Linked DNA regions of Mus musculus: region 1 is linked to region 2. Evidence: chromatin contacts called from public HiChIP or PLAC-seq data. All regions are on one chromosome and are shown on one strand. The core of a region is the stretch at or near the end of the contact, and the rest is flanking DNA. Distances in the headings are between cores, read along the strand shown.

The links. HiChIP or PLAC-seq counts read pairs in DNA pulled down with a chosen protein or histone mark.
Region 1: a contact with region 2 is called in an H3K27ac HiChIP or PLAC-seq map of embryonic stem cells, with 3 times the contacts expected there. The contact joins the promoter of Ormdl3 here to the enhancer-like site in region 2. A contact is called at or near these places in 3 of 39 promoter capture datasets (embryonic stem cells, liver and pre-B cells), 2 of 484 Hi-C or Micro-C datasets (liver and nephron progenitors), 10 of 115 datasets of contacts at active chromatin or transcription factors (the 230-238 cell line, the NIH/3T3 cell line, T-cell acute lymphoblastic leukemia and 4 more) and 1 of 9 other capture datasets (liver).

The regions. Positions count from the first base shown.
Region 1 is chr11:98,584,703-98,591,071 of GRCm38.p6, reverse strand. It overlaps Ormdl3 (ORM1-like 3 (S. cerevisiae)), which reads left to right and starts at 3,827. Exons shown (of 4, transcript NM_025661.4): 1 at 3,827-3,944.
Region 2 is chr11:98,297,673-98,303,541 of GRCm38.p6, reverse strand. Gm31317 (a long non-coding RNA gene) reads left to right here. Exons shown (of 3, transcript XR_389006.2): 2 at 1,370-1,538; 3 at 4,426-4,674. Among named protein-coding and RNA genes, the nearest start is that of Gm31194, 6.0 kb to the right of the region's middle. Within about 2 kb of position 4,496, at least 18 of the 459 cell types and tissues checked have an H3K27ac peak or open chromatin away from gene starts, as enhancers often do. A contact at or near this core is called in embryonic stem cells and liver, where this site is marked.

The DNA of each region.
Region 1 (6,369 bases), core at 2,578-5,077, 290 kb before region 2:
GAGGTTGAAACTGGAGAATGAAAAAGATCATCCCGAGTAGTCCATCACCCGAATATAAGGTCTCTCTTTTCTTTCGCTGACTTCCCGTTGCCTAGTAAAGACGTCAGTATTCCAACCTGGAATGGACCAATAGCAGACAACCCACACTGGGTACTTAACCATGTGCCAGGGCTGCTCCAAGTACTTTACACTTATCGACCCCATCGATCTTTGCAAATGAGGTTATTGTGATCATTACCATCTCCATTTAGAAATGAGGTCACTGAAGTACAGAGCGGGTCAGTGACTTAAGGTCACACAGCCAAGGGAGCAGAGACAGCTGGTGGCCAAGGGAGCAGCGAGCTAAGCCCGATGCCAGGGTTTATTAGCGCCACTCCAGTGTTGCTTTGTGTGTGCACGGATTCAGACTCAGGTTTGCAAAATCCTTTTTATTATGAGCAATTTTAAATGCCAACAAAGTAGAGAAAGTAATACGAGGGGTCTTGTGTCTCAATCTCCCAGGCTTAATAATTATCACTGCACACAGTTTAATAATTATCACTGCACACGGTTTAATAATTATCAGTTTATAGCTGTTTATTTTCCCATGTCCCCAGTCCAAATTATTTTGTAGTAAATCCAGGTATTGTATCATCCATTCACAAATAGTTTAGAATATAATATATCTATCTCTGCTTTCTTTCTTTCTTTGTATATTTAATTTAATTAATTTATTTATTTAGAAACAGGGTTTCTCTAGATAGGGTCTCTCTACTTAGCCCTGGCTGTCATGGAACTCACCATGTAGACCAGGCTGGACTTAAACTCACAGAGATCCACCTGCTTATGTTTCTACTCATGAGTGATAACTTATTTCTCCGCTGCCGCCGGTGAAATGAGGCATTTAAGCCAGATTAGATTATATTAAAGGCAGGTTTATTGGGAAGCTGCACTTGGACGGGTAAGTTTATTGGCCTCAAGGACCCAGGCCTGGGAAGTCACCTGGGGCGGGGCGGGGGGGGGGTGGCTAGTGGGGGGAGGCGGGGAGGTTGGGGACAGGGAGAGAAAAGAAAAGGGTGAGCTCATGCCCAGAGTGAAGAGAAGAGGAGAAGAGAAAAGAGGAAGAGGGGGAGAGGGGGGGAAGGGAGGGAGAGAGGCAGGGCAGGGGGAGAGATCTAGTGAGCAAAATGTCTGGATTATATAGGGAGGACTCTCTGGGGGAAGGGCAGCCAAGCTCTGGGCTAGAAAGCTCAGTGTATGCCAGGTAGGGATAGAGGGATGCTGGGAGAACCTGAAGGCCAGCTCTGCTTTGGTAAAATAGGCACCTCAGTCCCTTTCCCAGGATCCGAAACCTGAAACCTGAGTGTTGGGACCATAGGCATGGACCCTATGCCTGGCTCTTGAGTTTCAAATAGTCTTGCTATGTAGCCCAGGCTGTCCTAGGACTGACTCACTGTGCTACCCAGGTTGACTTCCAATTTTTGAGTGCCCGACCTCTGCTTCCTAGAACGCACCTGTGCCCCTTGACCTAGGTTTTGCTGACGACATCCCTGAGAAACTCGAAGTCTCTATCCTTATCTTTTCATATCATCCGGCAGCTGTTTTCCCATGATGCCACAGTTTCTACAGCCATAAGTGGTTTCGTATTTTTCTGCCCAGTGTGGATAGAGCATTCCCTTTTTTCTTGGGCACTTACATGGCTCTCAGGATTTCACTGCTAGAGACATTGCTGGGATACACAACCTCTCACACGGAGCCGTGTGCTGTAAATGGGTTTGCTTTCTTAGATGTGGATACAGTCATGCCTTCAGGGCATGGACAATTTAGTTCCTTGGCACACGGTGTCAATCTTTTGTCCCAGGGATTGCGTGTTCCCCGGTGCCTTGTGCTTTCACTCTTCCTGAACAGTGCTCAGGCGTCACAGCTAGAGGAAGACTTGGTTGTCTTGAGGCAATGAATTAGAGGAGATGGTGACAGGGACTCGAGTTAACTCGAGTGGAATGTGATCCATAACTTACCACAAGGCAGAAAGAACCAGAACTTTGTTCATTCCCATTGTGGAAGAAAAAAAAAAAAAACAACTTGATAACAGGAGCTATTAATAGGCCATGACATAGCCAGTGACCTTGCCAATGGAGTCTGCATTAGTCAGAGTGCCTTGTTGAGATGTAGACCCTGTCTGGTCCCTGAACTTCACAGAGATGGGAGAAAACTGGCAAAGATCCAGAGCTCAACCAACTTGATGGACAATGGAAGAATTCCAGGAAAAAAAAAAAAAAATCAAAGGAATCCGGCAAGTTCATTTTGGAAAAAAAACAAAACAAAACTCAAAAACAAAAACACCCCCCCCCCCATTGTTTTGGCTCTAAGGCTGAGCAGGAGGGAATAGGGGGTGGAGGTGCGGTGTGGGAGTGTGGAAGTGTGGGGGTGTCTCTGTGAGGCTTCTTCAGTCTCACAGAGGCTGAAGGACGGTTAGTTAGATGTTCGGATCTGAAGGGCCCCTGCCTCTGGAATACTTGAGAAGCTGCCCATTTTTACTTCTCAGGGTAAGTCAGATAGATATACACTCACTCCTGGCTTCCAGGGCTCCGCCTCCGGCCGGAGACAGCTATTCCTCCCCGCCCCCACCCCCTCTGGCAGCTCCCTGATGATGGGCGGGTCTAAGGAAAAAGCTCCCCAGGTTGTCCGGGCAGGCCTTCTCCTTCCAGTCCTCGCATGTTCAGTCCGTCGCGCATATACAGCCAGCCAGGCTGGCATCTGTTACGTCATCTATTCCTGTCATTCCAGCCTTGCCAGGGTTTATGGGCACGAGACTGAGAAGGTGGGCGGGGGAAGTAGAAACAACTAAAAGGAGGCCCTCTATTGTTGACGTGGAAAGTGGGAGTGACCTAGGAGAGCCAAAGAACACTCTAGTTGCGTTCCTACAAGATAAGAAGTGCTTTGTATGACATTCTTTTGAAATATCAAAGCAACCTTGGGAGTAAGTTTTGACAGCTGTAAAACTGAGATTAAGACAAGTCATTTGTCCAGGCTTACTCTGCCAATAAAGATGTACATACACTATATGTACCTAGCAATAAAGTCTGTGCCCTTCTTTTCAGAGCTTCCAGACATGAAAGTTGCAGAAATGAGGCTCCCTACCTAAAGCTACACGTATTAACCTCAGACAGAAGCTCAAAGCTCCTCACGTTAGTAAGGTCTCGTCCTATGACATAAATCCTATTTTATACCTGATGTAGGGAGGAGATCCAGGAGTGGCCAGACCTACACCAGCAAGGATTAAGCATAAAGACTAGGTGGGCCAAAGATGCCCACAGGCTCCTGTCTCTACCCTGAACACATGTACCCAACTAAAGTCCTGAAAAATGTAATCCCGGGAGTGAATGGGGCTCCTTCGGGGCAAAGGGTAGTGTTTCTCGGCTTCTGGAGATAATCCGGGGCCCAGGCAGCGACGGTTAGGAAAAAACCAAACCAAAACAACCTCTGCATTTAGGGTCAGGCTATCTTAGCAGGGCCTTAATGCAGGTTACTTAAAACTCTTAAGTCTTCGACTACAAGATGGGACATGGACAAACCGCTTGTGCAACACGTGAAGGGCGCAGATGCAAAAGCTACAATTGTTAACGCACCAAAGAGACAGCATCTGATCTCACTATTGCGTCAGGGTGGGACGTTCTGCGGGGTGCCAAAGCTCGCGGTGGGATCAAAAGCTAGACCAGGGAAAAGCCTACAACTCCCAGGAGGCGCCGGGCGGGCCGGTGAGGAGGCAGCCTAGAAACTACACTTCCCAAGAGGCACAACGTGATAGGCGCGTGGTAGTGACGTCACCGCCCCGGCTCGGGGAGCTGATTCGGCCAGAGCTGCCAGCGGGGTAGCCACCGCCGCTGGTTTGTTACAGCTGCTGGAGCGGCCGCGGCCCGGGTTCTCGGGCTCTCTCCCGGGCCCTCGACCTCCAACCCCGCGCGGTGAGTCCAGACGGGTGGCATCGGAGTGGTGAAGCCCGAAGGCTCCACGGGTTGGAGAGCCGGGAGAGAAGGCTGCTGCTGGGGAGGCGTCCGCGCAGGAGGAGACCTGAGCTGGGTGGCTGGGGGTGGAGAGTGCGTGCATCAGGCGAAGGAGTGCCAAAAGAGGAAAGTGGGAGCAGGGGGCCGGGGGTGATAATCCGGGAGGAGCGCTGCAGCTGGGGGTGGGAGGCGGGGAACGGCTGGACTTAAGGGATAAAGGTTTGGCTGCCTCCAGGGTTGAGTGAATGCGTGGAGATGGGGGTTGGGCCCCGAACCCGGCCAGACTGCTAGTGCGAGGTACCAGGCTGCAGAGCAGAAGCGGGAGGCCCCGTGGAAGGAGTTCTCATACACATACTCCCAAGATATCGAGGACACCGTTCCCTCGCTCCTGACTCGTGGAGGCTTGCTTTTTTTTCCACACCCACTTTCCTGAGTCCAGGAGTCGGGCTGGCGAGGACAACCGTGGTTCTGCAGATTGAGGGTGGGCCGAGTGGAAGCGACATTGTGTGTTGCATGAACTCCCTCTTGGGATCCCTTGGGAACAGGTTTGCTGTATAAAGGGCAAGTCTTAAACTGGGGAGGGATTTGGGAAGTGCTTACCGGATGGTTAACGCCGCGGGGAGGGGGGGAAGGCGGGAGGGAGGAGATGGGGGTGGTAATCTGGTCTTGGCATGAGTGTCTGACAGACTGGCTTGGGCCTGCATGGAAAAGAGGCAAAGAGCTATACCATAGCCAAAAGTTTAAAAAAAAAAAAAGTGGTTAACAGGACGGAGTTGCTTCAGGCTCTGATTTGAGGCAGATTATGAAATCACACCAGCTACCTGCCAGTTGTGGTAGCAGTTTTCAGTCTGGTCACCCCAGACCTTTCTGCCCCTGCCAGTCTCCTATTTCTTCACTTCTGGGAGAAAGGTCAGTTGTGTCCTAATGGAAATACACAAAGCCACAGGAAAGTCTCAGGAGTACTTTTGGGAGGATGGTGAAAGAGGGTGCAGCAGTCTCCTGAAGTTCCTAACCTGCTTTAAAAGACAACTAGCACTTAGGCTTTAGGAAGACAGTTCCCGTGGGGTCACCTAGGCTCTCTTAGATGCCCTGTTAGAGCCAGAAAGGAGTGGAGGGTCTTGCAGTCCTGGGATCCAGCCAGAGGTTTGGCACTACTGAACCGCAGTGTGAGGGAGTTGTGTCTATAGCTGTGCCACTGTAGGGCTGTGTAATGGAGAAGGACAGCAGTTTCTGCCGAGACTTGGGAAACTTTTCCTCACCTTAATGATCTTTCAGAGACTTTAGCTCTCAGTCCCTGCCCTCCCATGGAGGCTGTTACATAGTAGATGTCCCAGGGGTGGGCTCTGTTAAGGGCCCTAAGGCCTGAGGAAGGTAAACAACTGGTGTTCTAGTTCCTTGGGTTTCTGTTGGGACCAGTTATCTGTCTTAATGAGCCAGGAGTTTGGTCCCTGGCGTATGTCCACCTGCATGCACCCTAGGCCAACTCAGGGGTATGTTTGTTGGGAAACTGTTGTGGGTCCTATCTCCCGAGGTATTTGAGAAGAGGAAACTTGCTTCCATTATCCTTAAGTAATGAACTTATCTGAGTGAATGCTAGCTCCTGTGGAGGAGGCTTGGCCAGAATCCTAGCTGGGTGAGATAGCATCTGAGTCTGGGGGTGAGGTGACTACAGCAGGGTGAGGGAGCTGGGCTGGCACTTCCAGACTCTCTCCATTGTTCCTTCTTTCTGTGCACCTTGCTGTTAGCCTCAGTAATGTGTCTTTCCCAGGCTCGACACTAAAGTGGGAGAGGGTAAGCCAGTACATGGATGCCTCCCATTTCCACTTTCTGCTGGTCAGCAAGTGGGCCCTCAGGAATCTGGGGACAGCCATGCTCCCCTCTGGCCACTGTGGGCTACTACTGTTGTATTCTGGGCATGAAGGGTAGCCTTTTTCAGTTCCTTGTGTAGAGCTTCTACCACTGGGGCTGGGCAAGAAAGGGGTGTTGTCACCTCACACCCACAGACAGATGCTGGGAAGGGAGCGAGGTCAGGTGAGGCCGAGAAGAGAGGCGGTAGGAGGGAGGCCACAGGTAGTTTTGTGTCCTTGGGAGGGGAAGGTTGGTACAGGTACCACATCCTACCCGTGCACATCCTACCCGTGTTGATGTCAGCTGTGTGCTCTGGTCATGTCCTCCTCTCTCCCTGGTGGGCTGAAGGGCTTGGGTGGTTTGGCATCTAGTGGTGGCACCCCAAGAGAGTCAGCCTCAGCAGCTGCCAAGTGGACAAAATGTCCTAATGGATGGGTCATTTGATGTGGCAGTGTTTGTAGGACTGAGGGAAGGCTGTCCCTGGCCTGCTGTTGCCTCTGCCCTCTTCTCCCTTCCTTGTCAGTCATCCTGGGCCTGG
Region 2 (5,869 bases), core at 3,247-5,746:
TCTCTATGTAGCCCTGGCTGTCCTGGAATTCACTCTGGCTGGCCCTGAACTCATAGAGACCCACCTGCCTCTGCCTCCCGAGTGCTGGGATTAAAGGCGTGCGCCACCACCACCTGGCTGAATCTGCCTCTTAAGTGTTGGGAGTACAGGACTGTGTCACTGTTTCTGGTTCCTTTGCTTTTTGGGGGGTGTTGTAGGTGAGACAGCGTCGCACTATGTAGCACTGGCTGATCTAGAACTCACTCTAAAGTTCAGGCTGGCCTTGAACTCACAGAAATCTGCCTGCCACCTCCGCCTCCTGAGTGCTGGGATTAAGAACATGAGCCAACATGCCCAGCCTTTCTTTCACTTTAAACATTTTAACATTTGTGTGTTGCAGGGTATGTGTGTGTGTGTGTGTGTGTGTGTGTGTGTGTGTGTGTGTGCACTCAACTGCAGAGATGTCAGATTCCCTGAAGCTGTAATAATACCTGATGTGTGTTGGGATTCAAACTTACCACAGCAGAGCCATCTTTCTGGCTCCCTCGTATCTCTCTCTCTCTCTCTCTCTCTCTCTCTCTCTCCCTCTCTCTCTCTCTCTCTCCCTCTCTTTCCTGTTAAATTCATGGCTGAATGTCTGCCACATGTGTGCAGATGCTCTCAGAGGCCAGGATGGAGGGCCATGTCGCTGGAGCTAATGTTTCAGGCCGTAATGAGCTGCCCAACAGGAGTGCTGAGAACTGAACTTGGCTCCTCTACAAAAACAGAAAGTACTGTTAACTGTTAAATCATCTCTCACAGGCCTATAACCCCAGCATGTGGAAAGTGGACACCAGAAGATTAGGAGTTCAAGGTCACTCTCAGCTACTTCTTAAGAGACCTTGTTTCAAAAAAACTCACAGACTTTGTTGAATGTCTTCTGCTGAAGGCAAGGATAGACCTCGGGTCCTTTACTGAATCCCTCCTGCACGTTCTTTGTTTGTTTATATTTTTATTTTAGTGAAGTATGGTGTGTGTGTGTGTGTGTGTGTGTGTGTGTGTGTGTGTGTGTGTGTGTGTGTGTGAATGAGTGCATACTCGCCCCATGCTTGTCTCAAGAACGTCCTAGGACAACCGGAGCGGTCAGTTCTCCTTCCACCTGTGCATGGTTGCCGTAGGTTGAACTCAAGACTTCAGGTGGGTGTGGCATACTCTTCCCGATCTCATGGGTCCCTTGAATCCTACATGTTTCTATTTCTATTTGATAGGAAAAAAGATCTTCCTCCCCTGTCCTCTGTCTAATTTCCCTCCTGGAGCTGCGATGAGCTTTTGCAAAGGCACTTTGGCATGGCTTTCCTGTACTCAGAATTTTCAGAATTTGGCCAGAACCCTTCCTTCCTATCTCTTGCAGACGACCAGGCGTTGTAGCCTGTGCCTCAGCCCACCCATCCATCTTCCTGGCTGCTGCCCTCACTGACTGCTCCTCTCCAGTCCATTGATCCTTCTCCACATCTGTGCTGCTCCACAACTGGACCCTGATGGTCTTAGTATCTGGGCTGGGGACTTCTTCACCCTCAAAGGTGGGTAGCTCAGATGCCACCCTTCTGCTCTGAGGCCTCCTCTGACCTTACCTCAGCACCTCACCGTGACCTCTGACCTCCTCTCAGCACCTCACCATGACCTCTGACCTCCTCTCAGCACCTCACCATGACCTCTGACCTCCTCTCAGCACCTCACCGTGACCTTGGGCCACAGCACTTTCTCCCTTCTAGCCTCTGAATAGTCTACTAAGTCTGTCTCCCTAGCTAGAACAAAAGTCCTTACAGGCAAGGATCTCTGAAGTGTCCCAGCCCCCAAACAGTGTCAGACACACAGGAGCGCCTCAGAGGATAGCCACATAAATATGTCAGGCTCAACGGGGAACACTTCTTCCTACTCCCCCCCCCCCCCCCCACACACACACACACTCAAGTTCTTCACAAAACTTAAGGCGAGAGACTAGGAGCCTTTTCTTCCCTAGGACTGAGAAAGACAGCAGCGAAAACCTTCCTGTACTTCCAGAACAGTCGGCAACAGAACAGCCGGCAACAGAACAGTCGGCAACAGGTTCTCAGGGCTCTGGACGCCCTGCCCTTCCAACCGCCCTTCTTTGCTCTTCTCTAGGTCAAGGGCGTTTGTTGAGTCAAAACATCCATAGCTCTCTCAGGAGCACTAAGGGGCAGGGGTGGGGAGGCAGAAACTAATCAGTCTGGTCCATCTTCCCTTGTGTTGGTCCATCTTCCCTTGTGTGGGGGTGGGGTGGGGGGGAAGGAGAGGTTGGGGCCCCAGCAGTCCTGACTCTACCCTATAAAAGGTGAGCAGTTGCCAGGCAGTGGTGGCACACGCCTTTAATCCCAGCACTGGGAGGTAGAGGCAGGCGGATATCGAGGCCAGCCTGGTCTACAGAGTGAGTTCCAGGACAGCCAGGGCTACATAGAGAAAACATATCTAAAAAAAAAAAAAAAAAAAAAAAAAGCCAAGCAATCCAGAGGGGTTGGTTGACTGACATCTCTGGACCTCCAGCATTCCCATCTGTTAAGTGGGGACGTGCCTACAGGCACTGGTCTGGACCAGAGCGGCCACTTCCCTGCCTCTGTCTCACTTGCTTGAACCTAACCCCTTATACACCTATCACATTTTTTTCCCCCTGAGACACGGTCTTGGGTAACCCAGGTTGCCCTCTAACTTGCTATGTAACCGAGGTTGGCCTTCAATTTCTGATCGTTCTATCTCGATCTCTAAAGTACTGAGATTGCAAGAGAGTGTCCCCTCCCCCAACAGAGTTTTCTTCCCTTGAAACTCTGGTGGAAAGTCCTCCAGGGTTCACCATCCCTTCCCAGGGTGCAAGAAGTAGGCTGCCTAAGAGCTCAGGCCTTGGGCTCTGCAGCCTGGCTTTGAAACTTGAGCCGAGTCGCTTAACTTCACTGAGCCTCAGGTGACTCATCTGAGCAATGGGACAACAGGATCTGTGTCCTGTGGTTACTGCAATGTGTACAGCAAGGCAGTTAAGCTGAGCTGTTGGCACTTGGGGGACAGGGATGATTCTTAGACCCCAGGACAAAGTCAAAATTCCTAAGCAGGGCCTGTGGAGCGGAGCTGTCTGTGGGAGTCAAACAGTAGGAAGATCTACCCACTGTTACAGCAAAGCTGTGGGCATAATGAGTACGGGCCAGCTCATCTGCCCAAAGTTTTCTGCTGTCTACAGCAAGTCTGGTCCTTACAGGCCCTCTAGCCAGGGTTTCTGTGTGTGCCTTTGTATGTGGAATTCTTACTGCCTAGAATGTCCTTTTGCACCTTACCCACCTGGAAGCTCTCACTCATCAGTTCAGACCTAATTCAAGAGGGGGTTGTGGTACTTGGAAAATGAGGCAGGGGGATTGCTGTAAGTTTGAGGCTAGCCTAGGTTATGGAGTGACATCCTGTCTCAAGGTTACTTGAAGGGTGTGTTGCCCATGCTGGCGATCCCAGCACCTGGAAGGCTAAGGCCAGATGGCCAGGGCCTCAAAGTCATCAGATGCATAGCAAGTTTGAGGTCAGCCTAAGCTACATGAAACCCTATTTCAAACAAACAAAATTAAGGTAGGGGAAAGACCTAATCCAAGCCTCCTTGCCCTCTGCCAACTGCTAGCAACAGCAACAGGCCTTAGAGCCAGGCATTCTGAAGTGGAATCCAGCTCTGCCACTTCCTAATTGGGTGACCTTCATCTGGGTCTCAGTTTCTGAATCTGGAGAATGGGTATGTTGAGGAATAATATGTGTAAAGAGTTTGTTCCCACTGGGCACGGCAGCACATGCCTTTTAATCCTAACACTTGGAAGGGAGAGGCAAATGGATCTCTGTGAGTTTAAGGCCAGCCTGGTCTATAGAGTGAGTTCGAGGACAGCCAAGGTTACCCAGAGAAACCCTGTCTTGAAAAAAAATCTGTTTCCAGATTTGACACAGGAAACCACTAGTAAAAGGTAAGGGCCATAATTACTCTGCCTACTAGGCTGTGAGCTTCCCTGGGCCAGCACTGAGCTGACTCTCTTGGCTCTAGCCTGGACAGCCAGGGATGCTCTTTGCCAAGAGAGCCTCAAAGCACTAGGCAGCACCTTGAGCCCTGCTGGGAGCCATCCCATTCCATTCCGATGCCCTCCCCATTTTCCACAGAGGGAAACTGAGGCCCCAGGGCAAGCGTCTTTAGGTTCTAGTAAGCAATGAGTAGCAGAGCCAGGGTCCATCCTGTGCGCAGCTGACTACAATCAACTCTCTGGGCTCAGTTTCTTCATGTGAGAAATGGGTCGATAGTCACTCCATGGAGTAACATATTGACTGTTGGGAACAGCAAGACTGGGGGAGTGAGTGGGATAATGTTCTATTTAGGATAAAAACTTTCCTGGGGTTACAACTGAGGAACTGACCAGGGTCCCAATTTACCTCTCTCCCCAGGGTGCTTCTGGAGCCTGGGGCCAATTCAGAAAACCTTCCTTTCCCTGGGCCCTCTGCCAGCCCCTCCAACCCTTCCTCCAACCATCCACTGCAAGACAATGGTGGGCTGGCCCGGCCTTTGTGAGAGGGGTCAGGCCAGTTAATCTTGGGCTGGGTTAGGGAGGGGCATTTGGGGGCCAGGAAAGGAGTGGGGGCTGCCGGTGGGGGACACAGCAGCCGGCTGCTGAGAGTTGAGGGCATTGGAGGCAGGGGGCCGAAGAAGTAAAAGCTTGAAACAGGCTTTGGGGAGCGTTTCCTCCGAATGTAGATTTGAGCTCCTATTAAACTTGCCAAAAATTTGTGTTAGCTAATGGATTCTTAATTCTGTCTAAAATGAGAGAGGGAAAATTATGCCATTCATCTTGTATTGGTTTGAAATTACATCTGACACCTAATCGATCATACTGTGGAACATTAACTCTTTGGAAGAGACCCAACTTTTTCTCTCCCTCGCTTTCCAGGGCTCGGGAGCCTCCCCCACCTCTGATTCCTTCTTTTGTATTTCATTAACTTAGCAAAGCTCTGGCTGTCTCTCGGGTGAGGGGTGGAGGCTGGGGAGGGTTCTTTTAAATCAGGGGAGGTAATCAGCACCCCAATCTTTTGCCCCCAAAGAGCCACCACTTTCAACCTTCAAGTGACCTCCACTCTGGCCCGGCTTTTCCCATGCACTTTGAGTCGACATGGCGATGCAGAATTAAAGGCGCTAAAGGCACGCGCGGGGGTGGGTGGGTGGTGACCTCAGAACCACCTTGGGTGCACGGGGGAGAGGTGGGGAGCCAGGCAAAGATAAGCTTGCACCTGGGGCTGGGGCAGGGGCCGTGGCAGGGGGCTCACCCGCGACTGGCCTGGCAGATGGGTGAGGAGGAGAGGGCAGATGACAATGGATTTGCCCGAGGATCCCCAGGAGCTCGAACTGAAAACCCCAACCCCAGACCTTCTTTTCCAGGAGGAGGACTTTCTGGCAGCAAGGAGAAGCCACTGGAGGCCGCCAGGCCTGGGCTAGGCTCCTGGCTGTACTTCTGACAAGCTGTGTGACCTTGGGCAGATTACATAAGGCTCAGAGTCTCGGTTTCCTTCTCTGTCAGGGCAGAGTGGAGACTGTAACACCTCGGCCCAGGGCTGGGGCGGGCCTGGATGGCACAATCCAGTTTAAACTGGGGTAGAGCCCATCACCTGGTGCATAGTAGGTATTCAGGAAAGGTGACAGAGGGCCAGATCACTGGCCCCGCCCCCTGCTTCTTCTGCTTCCTGCTCTTCCTTATTCCAGGCTGTCTGATCCGCACTCTCAGCTCCTTCACTTAGCTCCTCCATCTTTCTCTGCCACTGCCAAGGGCAGATCAAGGTCAGGAGCCCCAAGGTCAAACAGGCCAGGAGGGCTAAGTGGTACCTGAAGGAGGCTGGGGCC